Regions from separate parts of the Rattus norvegicus genome. Here region 1 is linked to region 2. The links are chromatin contacts, called in public Hi-C maps. All regions are on one chromosome and are shown on one strand. Each heading gives the region's core, a stretch centred on a gene start, on an enhancer-like site or on the middle of the called end of the contact. The rest is flanking DNA. Distances are from core to core; before and after follow the strand shown. Region 1 holds the start of Rbm17 (RNA binding motif protein 17). Region 2 overlaps Il2ra (interleukin 2 receptor subunit alpha).

Region 1 (5,408 bases), core at 2,807-5,306, 61 kb before region 2:
CCACCGCTGAGTGCTGACTGAGCAGCAGACCCAGTTTATACACAGGGGCTTCAACACAGGCCTTCCTGGAAACTAGGCAAACACTCCCAACTGAGCTACAGCTTCATTCCCTTTTGCTCTTTTTTAAAAGCAGATTTCCTCTATCTATACAGTTTATAGTAAGTGTGGCCACTTTATGGCTGGCCTTAAACTTACAGACCTACCTGTCTGTCTCCAGAGGGCAAGCCCTATCCTACTTCTTTTAGAATGACTACCCCAACCAGACAACAATTATTCAATCTGTCTGTCTGCCTGTCTATATGTATGTTTGTATGCATGCATACTTGGGTGTGCATGCATGTGTGAGGGCCGGGTCTCTTCTTACACTATAGGGTTCTAGGGATCCAACTTGGGTCATCAGGCGTTGTCACTCACCGAGCCGCCTCACCACCCCTCCCTGTTTCCTAAACGTGCTTTTGATTTCCAAATCTTCAGCACACACCACCTCCATCTTCTTTGTTTTTCTCTGGGACACTGTTATTACAAGTGCTGCTACATATGTCTCCCTAACTTACAGCTCTAAGTTCTAGCAGATCTAAAACCTGTTTAGGTTGAGGTTAAAGGTAGTAGACAAGAATATCGTACAGCAAGCTGGTGAACACCACCAAATCCTCAGGTTGCCAGGATGCCATGGCAGATCATGCGGACGGACTGACGGTGATCACCAAAGTTTAACTTCTCGGTTTTAAAATTTAAAGTGGTACAAACTTTCATTCTTATCAGGAAGTCTGAGCTCTCTGGATTTTAATGGTGCTCTAGGCAAACAGCATATCATCAAGGTATTATATACAAAACCACAATATAAACCCTAACTTTCCATAATGGGCATTATGTCAATCACTTATTTAGTCATTTTAAAATTTAATTTTTCAAAAATGAAATACAAATGAAATCAAACCTTCACCTTTCAGATACAGGTAAATTTTTCCATACCAAGTATTTTTAAAAGTTTGGTTAGTACTCTGAGAAATTCACCAAAGAGCCCAAGAGAAACAATACAATGTAACTTCACTTCCTCATAAGAAATCAACCACACAGATGATAGTCCTCAAAACTCATGTCAGAAGGTTAGCAGATGGTTTAAAGTAATGTTCCATTCTGACTGATTAAAATCTATGTGCAATCTCAAGACAATTGCTAATAGCTGACATTAAAATATCTGCACAGCTGGGTGTGGTGGTACACACCTTTGATCCCAGAGTTTGGGAGGCAGAGGCAGGCACATCTCTGAATTTGAGGCCACCTTGGTCTACACAGACAGCTCAAGGACAAATATTGAGATCTTGTGTCAAAAAGAAACATAGAAACAAAGAAATTTTAAAGACAATGCCATGTCTAACACAGATGAGCAATTCCCACCTATGACTACACATGCTGGGTATGTTCACAAACACCAGAGCCTTTCGTGGTGCACACTGTGGCGCTGATTATCGTGCAAAGCTCAATTCCAAGCTTCCTACAACAAACTAGGGGGACCCAGCCTAGACCAGAAGTGCCAGAGGATATTAGGACCACGGTATGAAAGCATCATCTGAAAACAGTTCAAAGTCAGTCTCCGACATCCTCCGGTCTAAAGCCAGTCTTGCGACTGAGTTTCATTCCTACTCCATGAAACTGTCCTGTTAGTTCCAAGAGCCAAGAGAAGTAAAGTAATCAACTCTCCACCCCTCTCCCCATCCACTATTTTGCATTTATCCAACAAGGGGGCAAGCTTAAACTAAGCTGTTCTCAAGGAGCTCAGTGGACTTTCCCACTCCTGCTTGGGCCTGCTTTTACCTTGGCTTGAGTGAGAGCTGCCTTCTTCACCTGGAGCTGGGACTGCAGAAGCTTGAAGTTTTTGGACCAGCCTTCAGTTTTTGAGTCACTGGTCTCCACTCCCAGGTCATCATATAGGGACATCTTTTTGGTTTAATACTGAAAGACAAGCAAGGGCAGAGACTAAATAATGCAAAACAGAAGCAAGTTATGAACATCTCTGTTAAAATAGCTGTACCACGGTCCCTGCTGTCACAAGTGCAAGGTTCTTTCTAACCTGCAAAACTATTCCTAGGCACTATTTTAAAAACAGTCCTCTAGAGTAAAACCTTCAGTTACAAAATAGATAATGAAGTAAGATGGACAATCTCTGTTTGGGGCATTATTAATGGTTATTAACCAGGTGGTAGAGAGATGGCTCCGTGGTTAAGAGTACTGGTTGCTTTTCCAGAGGTGCTGAGTTCAGTTCCCAACAACTGAACTGTAATGGTGGCTCAGAACCATTTCTGAGTCCCATGAGGGCCAAGATTGTTACAAAAAGAAACCTTGTCTCAAAACAAACAAACAAACAAACAAACCACACAAAAAAATCCCTCACCAGTGTGGCCAGCCACTGGGTTTTAGTAAATTCTGGAGGTAGCCACAATCACAAGTCTACCCCTGTTAGCTTGATCCACAACACAATTTCTATCTTATACTTAGGGCTTAAAAAAAGGATGACATTTTACAGAATCATTTATTCCCCTCCACATGTAACTATCTCCAACAGTTTAAATTTCCCATCCACATTACCAAGATACCATAGGCCACAGCCTATCAAAAGCAGAGCAATTCGTAACTGAAGCCAACGGCAGAGCAGATTTCTGTACTGTTCTGACTTGTAGAATTACCTACTAGAGTGAACTGTTCCCTGTTGGAAGGATATGTGAAAAATTCATGTTGGGGGGAGGGGAGGTTTGTAATAACAAATGGGGGGGGGTGTCAATGAGAACCCATACGGTAGGAGAAAAATGACTCCTGTATTTTCCACATGTGACTTGTCCTAAAACTCCTGATCTGCCTGCACCTTCTAAGCACTGGAGTTCCAGGCATATGCTACCCTGGGCTAGGTTACTTTATTTACTAAACTTTGTTATCTCGAAATGCTTACAGCTTATCCCAGTATAAATGTGCTCACGTGATCTAAAAAAGACACCTGTTGCAGAGAGACAGGCCTCACCTATGCTGAGAACAAGCGGAATCATCTAGAAAACCATACTTTCCACCCTTATATACCCTTACCAATAAGAATTTATGTCAACGGTCCTCCCTTCCTGACTTCTCAATGGATGGTCACCCCTCTAAACCCCTCTTCATCCCTTGTCACCGTCTAAAACTGCAGAATACTCTACAGCGCTCCTCGGCTGTTGCTTCCCCACTCCCTCATTGGTGCAGCCTTTCCCGATCTGCCCTTGTAAGAAAACTCCTCTAAACTGAATAAACATCGGCTCCTCTTCCAGGTCTTTCCAGCTTGTACTCTGGTTCTTCGGATCAATCCAGCCCTGGGTTTTCGAACACGCTTCTTAAGAGATCTAACCCCTGGAGAAGCATTGAGCTTGAAGCACGCAGTCATAGTGCAACTGGTCCAAGTAGAAGAAGCTCAAAAGCTAGCGGAGGGACATGAACTTCCCTTAACACAGACCTGAGCATGCCGGGGGTTACAACTGTCTCTCTCTAGCCAGGTGAGACAACGTCCTCTACCCTCACTTAAGGTGCTCTGGAGGAAACAAGTTTGGGGGTTTGTTTTTGTTTTTGGCCTCTCCGTTCATGAGGCCCGAGGCACCTTGGGTTACTGGGGTCTAGCGACTCAACACCTTGGTCTGGACATGGGCCATGAAGAGGAGAAAGGAACGTTCTTCCTGTCAAGAGGACCGCGACAGGTGGAGGGGAGATCTAGGCGGCCCAGGGGAGCATGGCAGGCTGAAGGAGCCTACCGTGGAGGGCTGGGAACCCCCGGGTAGCTCGGGGTGCCGCGCCCGCATCCCCGCGCCCCTTACGGCGCGGCCTAGAGCCGCGGCCTCGCGTCCAGCGCATCCGTGAAGGCGCGCTCACCCGAGTCTCCGTTCCAGATCGGAACCGCCTGCCAGGGCCGCCGCGGCGCCACTCACCCGGCCTTCCGAGACGACTGTGCCCATGGGCCACGGCGGCGGCAGCGCCGAGCCCGGCCGCCCTGCGCGGAAGCCCGCCCACCGCCGGAGCCCGCCGCAGCACCGAGCCTCCACCGAGTCCGCAAAGTGATGCACCGCGCGGGGTAGGAGAGCGGGGGCTGCCGGGAGTACACGTCTGCGCCTGCGTGCGACTCGCGGAAGCAAAGCTGCACTGCCCAGGTCGCACTGCACCCTGCTGACCGGAGGACTACACTGCATCCCGTCTCTGCCGGCCAAGAGATGGCGCCGTTGGCACAAGGTTTCGAGATTCATGTGCCTTCAGACCTTGAGTTCAGGAGCCAAGAGAATCCCTTCCTAAGCTCTAGTTATTCATTCTCAACCACTCTTTTATATACTAAACGGTGGAAATACAACTCTGAAGGCGAGATATTGCAGAATAGCATTGAAGCTGGGTCTTCAGAGAAAGAATGTAAACACTATAGAAAAACCAGGGCTCTGTGTAAACGTGTTTTTTTCCCATGGGTAAATTTTATTTCAACCTATAACTGGGTGGTCGTGACCTACGCCTTTAGTCTCGCACTCGGGAGGCAGAGGCAGACAGACTGGTCTCTAAGTTCGAAGACAGGCTGGTGTCTACACAGTGAGTTCCAGAGCAGCCAGGACTACACAGAAACCCTATTTTGAAAAATAACAACAACCACAAAGAAAAAGAAGGAGAAGGAGGAGAAGGAGAAGGAGAAGGAGAAGAAGAAAAGAAAGAAAGAAAGAAAGAAAGAAAGAAAGAAAGAAAGAAAGGAAGAAAGATCAAGCTAATAAAACTGTATTAGTCAGGGTTTTCAATAATCAGAGAGTTTATGGAATATCTCTATGTATTAAATGAATTTATTGCAATGACAGACAGTCTGTAGTCAACTAACCAAACAACGGGCAGCTGTGAATGGGAAATCCAAGAGTCTAGTAGTTGCTCAGTCCCACAAGGTAGGTCGTTTAAGCCGCTCTTCTCTATAAGCTGCAATCTGAAGAAGGAGGTCCCAACAGAGGTACTGGCAAGTAAGTGCAAGCAGGCAAAGAAGAAGAAGACTGAGTCTTCCTTCTTCCATTGTCTTATGTCCTCAAGCTCTACACCTGGATCTAAAACTTGCTTTGTCCCAGACTGGCCTTGAACTCAGGACTGCTTGCCTCAGTCTCCTGGGATTAAAGGCATGTACTATCTTGCCTGGGCCTAAGCTTTTCATAGACACTGTCTCATGATCTCCATGCCAAGATCCAAGTCAGAAGCCTGTGTCTTCCAGTCTCAAGATCCAGATCACAGGTGTGTCCTCCATTTCTGGGTTGTGGTTCATTCCAGATGTAGTCAAGTTGACAACCTGGAACAGCCATCACAGAAACTGTGGAGGATTAGGTGAATCCTGGCACGAGTGAACACGCCAACATTATAATCTGATTTATAAGAATGCATTTAAGTAA
Region 2 (5,696 bases), core at 2,647-5,146:
TAAATCCTGCCTCTGTCTGTTCTCCCCAGCGATTGGCTGTTGGCATCTTTATTTACCAATCGGAACCAACTAGGGACAGGCTTCCAGAAGCTAGTGCAGATCCTCTGAGTAAGCAGGGTTTTGGGGGAACATAATTAGCATTCACAATAGGAGCAGCTACAATTGGTACTCAAGATACTGAAGGCGCCTAGAGGCCAGCATGGGCTTTCATATGCTGATGGACACCACATGTCCCTCCTAGCAGAAGTCAAGGCTATGACTCCTTTTGGCTGAAAGGAACTGGTTTCATATGTCCCTGAAGAATGCTGGCTTTTCTCTAACTGCCACTGAGACCTACCATCTTCCTTCTCCCTGTTGATGATATTTAAAGTAAGTCCTGTGGGAGGTGATTGCATGTGAGAGGTCATGGGAGTCGGGCCCTATTGGTAGCATTTGTGGCTTTACAAGAAGAGACAGCCACGCTCCATCTCCTCATGTGACACTCTTTACCTTGCTGTTACGTAACAAGAAACCGCTCACCAGATGTCTAGAGGAGACCACGGTATCTCTTAGGATCTAAGACTTAGTCTGTCCAATCACTAGATCTAGGCCAAATAAACTTTTGTACTTCATAAACTTACCTAGTCTGGGGCAATAAAAAAAAAGTAACATAAATGGATTCAAAGCTGTGATAACTTATTAATTAAAAAAAAATCTCTGAAAATGCCGTAATGTGACTAGCCGGTTCAAGCCCCCCATTTATGAACCGTAACCAGGAATTTTGAGCTGAAATAAACGCTTTCTCCCATAAGGTGTCTTTGTCAATGTCTTAGCGTTTCTACAGCGGTGGTAAAGACCATGACCAAAAGCAAGTTGGGGAGGAAAGAGTTTGTTTTGTCTTATTCTTCCAAGTCATCGTGAGAGAAGGCAAGGCAGGAACTCAAGAAAGAAACCTACAGGCAAAACTAAGGCAGAAGCCACGAGGACCAGTGCTCGCTCCATGTGCTACTTCCTTATCACTCCCAAGAATGCCTTACAAAGCTGTCTACAGGTCGTTGGGATGGAGGCATTTTCACAACTGAGGTTCTCTCTTCTCAGGTAACTCTAGCTTCTGTCAATTGGTAAAAACAAAACAAATAAAACAACACCCCCCCCAAAAAAAAACCCAACTAACCAAACAAACAAATAAAAACCCACAAGGACGGTTGGGACATTTTATCAGAGCAACAGGAAACAAAAATAAGAAATTTACCGTGTTTTAAGAGACACTGATGGTTCAAAAACTATTATGTATTTCAGTGAATGCACATTGGAGGGAGGGAATGAGTTCAAAGTTCTCTTACTGTTCTAAGAAAACTAATTCAAAAGAAACCCTGTTTCCTGGCCCTGTGACTTTACCTACCAGTTACTTCTAAAACAACAGCAGAACAAGATTGGGAAGTAATCTAAGCAGCCTTTAGGACTCATGGAGGATTTTGTTGATAATATGGCAAGGAGCTATTATTTCAAGGGATTCTTATCCTCCTATCCTTTCTAGCAAAAGAGCCTCCTTGTAGTCTACTGAACACAGCAGTGCCTTTGTGAGGATTAACCTCCTGGTCTACGTGAGGGGATTTAGAATCATCATGATAGCAAATCCCAATCGTATCTGAGGGATTTTCCAGATAAGGTTAGTAAGTATGAAGACCAAAAAAGTGTGGTGTCATTTCCAATGGCCGTAGTCCTGGTCCTCCTTAAGAGGAGAAAGCTAACTGGTCACTAGCATTCCTCACTCTCTGCTTCCTGATTGTGGATGTAACATGGTCAGCTTTCTAGCTCAGGAAGCTGCTGAGACCTCCCGCCATGATGAACTGCAGTCACTGAGCGAGATAAACCCTTCGTTCCTTTGGTTGCTTCTGTTGAGTATTCTGTTACAATAAAGAAGAAGATAGTATACTGTGTTTCACAGTTGCTAGGATAGCTTGTTTGTTGGAGCTGAATGGGATCCAGTTGAAGGTAACCTCAAAGCTGGCTTTGAGGCAGGGACCAGGATTCTTCCCAATAGGCACCAATATAAAAACCTCAGAAGGACAAGTCCGTGGGGAGAAAGGCGATGTCTTAAGGCATTTGGGATGCTGTTTTCATCATATTGCTGATTGACAGTTCAAGGAAGCTGCCACCTGCTATTTGATTGGCACCTGGATGCTTAAAATAAACCGAGAATGAAGTCAACCTTCCTTGCCAAGAACTTAGCATATTTAGGTGAAAGAGAGGAAAGAGAGGGCTTGTATCCGCAGTAAATCACAAAGTTGGGCTTCCCTTCAGGTTAGTTCTTTGTTTCCATGGTATTAGGGATGCCATTGGAAGGGTAGAGAGAGGTGGTACAGAGGGAAATGGTAGGGTGCTGTTGCCACAGAGGTGGGCAATTGCTGGGTTATATGAGACTCTTGAAAGTCAATGGAGAGGGAGTCAGAGTGTTGTGGCTCTTGAGAGCTGAGCTGATGTGAAGATCAGGAATATATGGAAATTGGCTCGGATGGTTAACAGTCACTAAGAGAAGCAGGTCAGAAGGGGAAACGGGGTGGTTTGTGTGTGTTTATTTCTAACTTTGGAGATTCATACTGTCCTCACCCTCTTTGTAACATCTCTCCTAACACACATGAGTTTTCTTATTTGAAGCAATTTCCTGAGGTAAAAGGGAAAAAAAATTTAAGGATAAACATAAAGGCAGCCATTAGACTCCTGGCTTTCAGTTCCCACCACCATGAGAGTGTGGCTTGGGTAGCCTGAGCTCCTGGGACCTCCGTCTCCAGCTGTGTGAAGCCGGGTGAGACTGTCTCCCTTGTGTGGCTGCACAGAGTACTGGAGGTAATATACACAAAGCGGAGCTTGGAAATTAGATCTGTTATTACATATTTAAAAAAAAAACCCAAGTGGGGGGGGGCTGGGTGCTCTGACTTCATAGATAATGATCTAAACTGAACCACAACATCAATAAACATCACCTGGTACCCAGATAGCTTAGACGGATGAGACATCTCCCTGCAAATGATGGCTGCCAGAAAGGGGGAAGGGCATCCCGTCTCCTGGAGGTTACATCTCTCTGACACAGAAGCAGGATCTCTGAACTTGGGGAGCTCAGGTCTTCCCTTAGGGTTTGCCACAATTCACAGACAGGGCACAGAAAGGACAGTTTCTTCCTTATGAGTCTCCCACGCTGAGCATTTGATCGTGTTAAATGATGTCCACCGTGTTCTGTGGCTTAGCTTTCACCCATAAAACACCGACTGTTAAAGCCAACCATTGATTTGGGCTGGAGAAATCTGTGACATTGGCTTTCTTATCGGATTTGATGCCGAAGGGGATGTTTCAGGCAAAAGCCAGATTGTTCATCAGGTGACTCACACTCTTGATACATTTGTGAGTCGACTACAAAGCTCAGTCAATGCCTGACCAGCAGAAATCATGCTTGGTGAGTGATTTCTAATCTCAGTCCTCACTCCCCATAGAAGGAGAAGCGAGAGGCACCAAGGAGAAGGCTTTCTCAGTGCTGGCTGCACTACAGACAAAACAATGTTTCCTTGAATCTCCCAGGTAGCAACGAATCCTATCTCAAACTCTGTTCACTTTCTCTTTGGGAGCCCTTCTGCTTTTCTGTACCTCTCGTGTCATTTACCTTGGGAACAAGGGTCCAATAAGTTCTCATCTTAGACATCATAGATAAACAATGCTACTGTCTCCCAGCCCACAGTGTTTCCCACTCGCCCACCTTTCCTCCGGAGTCAAAATACAAACCACCTTGAAGGCACACCCCAAAGTGCCAAGGCTCTGCTCAGTGTGCACTGGAGGGCAAGAGTAGTGCTCAGTCCCTACAGTTTAGCCACCCCTGTGTGGCTGTTTCTTCAGGTGGTTTGAATGTTCACCATTGTGAGCTCTCTTGTGGTCCTCCATTAGGGGCGCTGTCTGACTGATAAAAGAACCATTTGTCTTCCGAGTCCGCTCCAACTGTCAGTATTGCCGTTTAATTCAAGGGACACAGAAGTATGTCAAGGCGCAATTATTTCTAGTTTTATTCTCTTTCTAAAAAAAAAAAATCTGCTAAAAAAACAAAGGGGACGCTTTTCTGTTTGAGGAGTGGAGGCGAGGCAATAAAACCACGCAAAGAGGATGGCAGTTAGGGTAAGAAGTACTGAGCCAAGTCTGTGTTCCGTGATCTGGTTACTCTATGTAGATGTCTCTTCCTGGGAGCAGAGGGGGTTGGTGAGAAAAGCACAAATGACCTCATTCCACAGCAAGGAGCTACCCCTAAAAGTTCCGCAATCGTCTCAAACAGCGCCACCTGCTGGGGACGAAGTGTTCAAGCATAGACGCCTAAGGACCGACTTTCCACATTCAAACCTCAGCAAACGCCATTCTCTCTCTACCTGTTCTGTGCTGCCATCCGCAGGGAGGAGGCTTTGTGATCTGCACGACCACAGGATCAGCACGAGTACTTTATAGAGTATTAGCTGAAGGAGTCAAACGTTCCTAGAACGTCTTGTATTCCATTTGTTCAGGAAATTCCCGAAGACACTAGATCCCCAGATAATCACTGCATTATGGTCTTATTTCAGGGAGAGTGACGGGGGAAAGAGATTTGGAGAGAATGGGACTACCCCTCGTGGTGAATCTGACATAAGATGGGCAACATGTTCAACCCTGGAAGAGTTTGGCATAACTTCCCCAGTGTAGATCTCTGATCCGAACCCTTGTATTGGGTTGGTTAACAACTGCTGGCTGCTTCTTTGACCCTGTGCCTACATGAAAGGCAAAACCACATCCATATACCTCAGAGTCTAAGATAGGCTCTCCTGGGAATCCCGTATCCCAAGAATTAAAGCGGAAAAGGCCTGGGAGGTGAATTTGGGAAAAATGATTTTGTGGTGTTCAGGAGGTAAAAGTAGAGAGCGAAGACACCTGTCCCCTGGTGTTATTTTGGACAATAAATTAGGGTTCCTTTTTTGAGTTGTGTACATGAAATTCTCCTTTGTGACCTCTCTTGTAAAAAATTATTTTTTACTCCATTTTTGGCTGTTGTGATGATGTTTCTTTTATGACAACAGAGTGAGAAGAGATAAGAATAACCCAGATTTTCTCTTAAGGGATTAAAAAGAAAACGTCTCCAGGGTTGCATTTCCCACGGGCTCTTCTGCATCAGAGTCTTTGAATAAATTTTAGAACACATTTGGCAAGGCCTTTCAGGAGGAGAAAATTATAAGCAATTCAGAGGAAGGGTCTTTTAGAAATGGAAAATCTATGAGAGTACAAAGTTCTACCACTATCTCTATGTCCCCACATGACCTCCTTGGACATCCATGTCCCCACATGACCTCCTTGGACACTGGACTAGTGTCTGATGACTGTGGAAATTTCCATTCCCAGAAAAACACCACCACACACTGGAGAATGCCTAGGGGTGCAAAGTTATGCCAAAGATAACTTATCGGAACTTTTTCAAAGTTACGCACTTGGAAGATTTCTTGGCCTGTGGTTTGGTACCAGAGTCCAAATATGATTTAGATGAATCCTTGACGACTCGCAATTATTCTTAAAAGGCTTTATTTACTATGTTAGCTTACTTAACGTGTGTGTACCTGTGCCTGTGTGAGTGTACGCACACGCGTGTGTATAAGAGCACATGCCTGAGTGTTATTAAAGTCCACAATACATTTCAGTTCTCCCGCTTGCCAGTCCCTGCC

Evidence for each region. Hi-C and Micro-C count contacts between places; a contact is called where the count stands out from the background.
Region 1: a contact with region 2 is called in a Hi-C map of the A7r5 cell line, with 4 times the contacts expected there. The contact joins the promoter of Rbm17 here to the enhancer-like site in region 2. A contact is called at or near these places in 10 of 12 Hi-C or Micro-C datasets (the A7r5 cell line, Schwann cells, frontal cortex and 5 more) and 1 of 1 datasets of contacts at active chromatin or transcription factors (oligodendrocytes).

The regions. Positions count from the first base shown.
Region 1 is chr17:71,845,589-71,850,996 of GRCr8, reverse strand. It overlaps Rbm17 (RNA binding motif protein 17), which reads right to left and starts at 4,056. Exons shown (of 12, transcript NM_001013058.1): 1 at 3,942-4,056; 2 at 1,816-1,953. The coding sequence starts at 1,938. It also overlaps the pseudogene Psmc6-ps1.
Region 2 is chr17:71,783,706-71,789,401 of GRCr8, reverse strand. All of the region lies in intron 1 of Il2ra (interleukin 2 receptor subunit alpha), which reads left to right. Among named protein-coding and RNA genes, the nearest start is that of Il2ra, 22 kb to the left of the region's middle. Within about 2 kb of position 3,896, at least 36 of the 93 cell types and tissues checked have an H3K27ac peak or open chromatin away from gene starts, as enhancers often do. A contact at or near this core is called in the A7r5 cell line and liver, where this site is marked.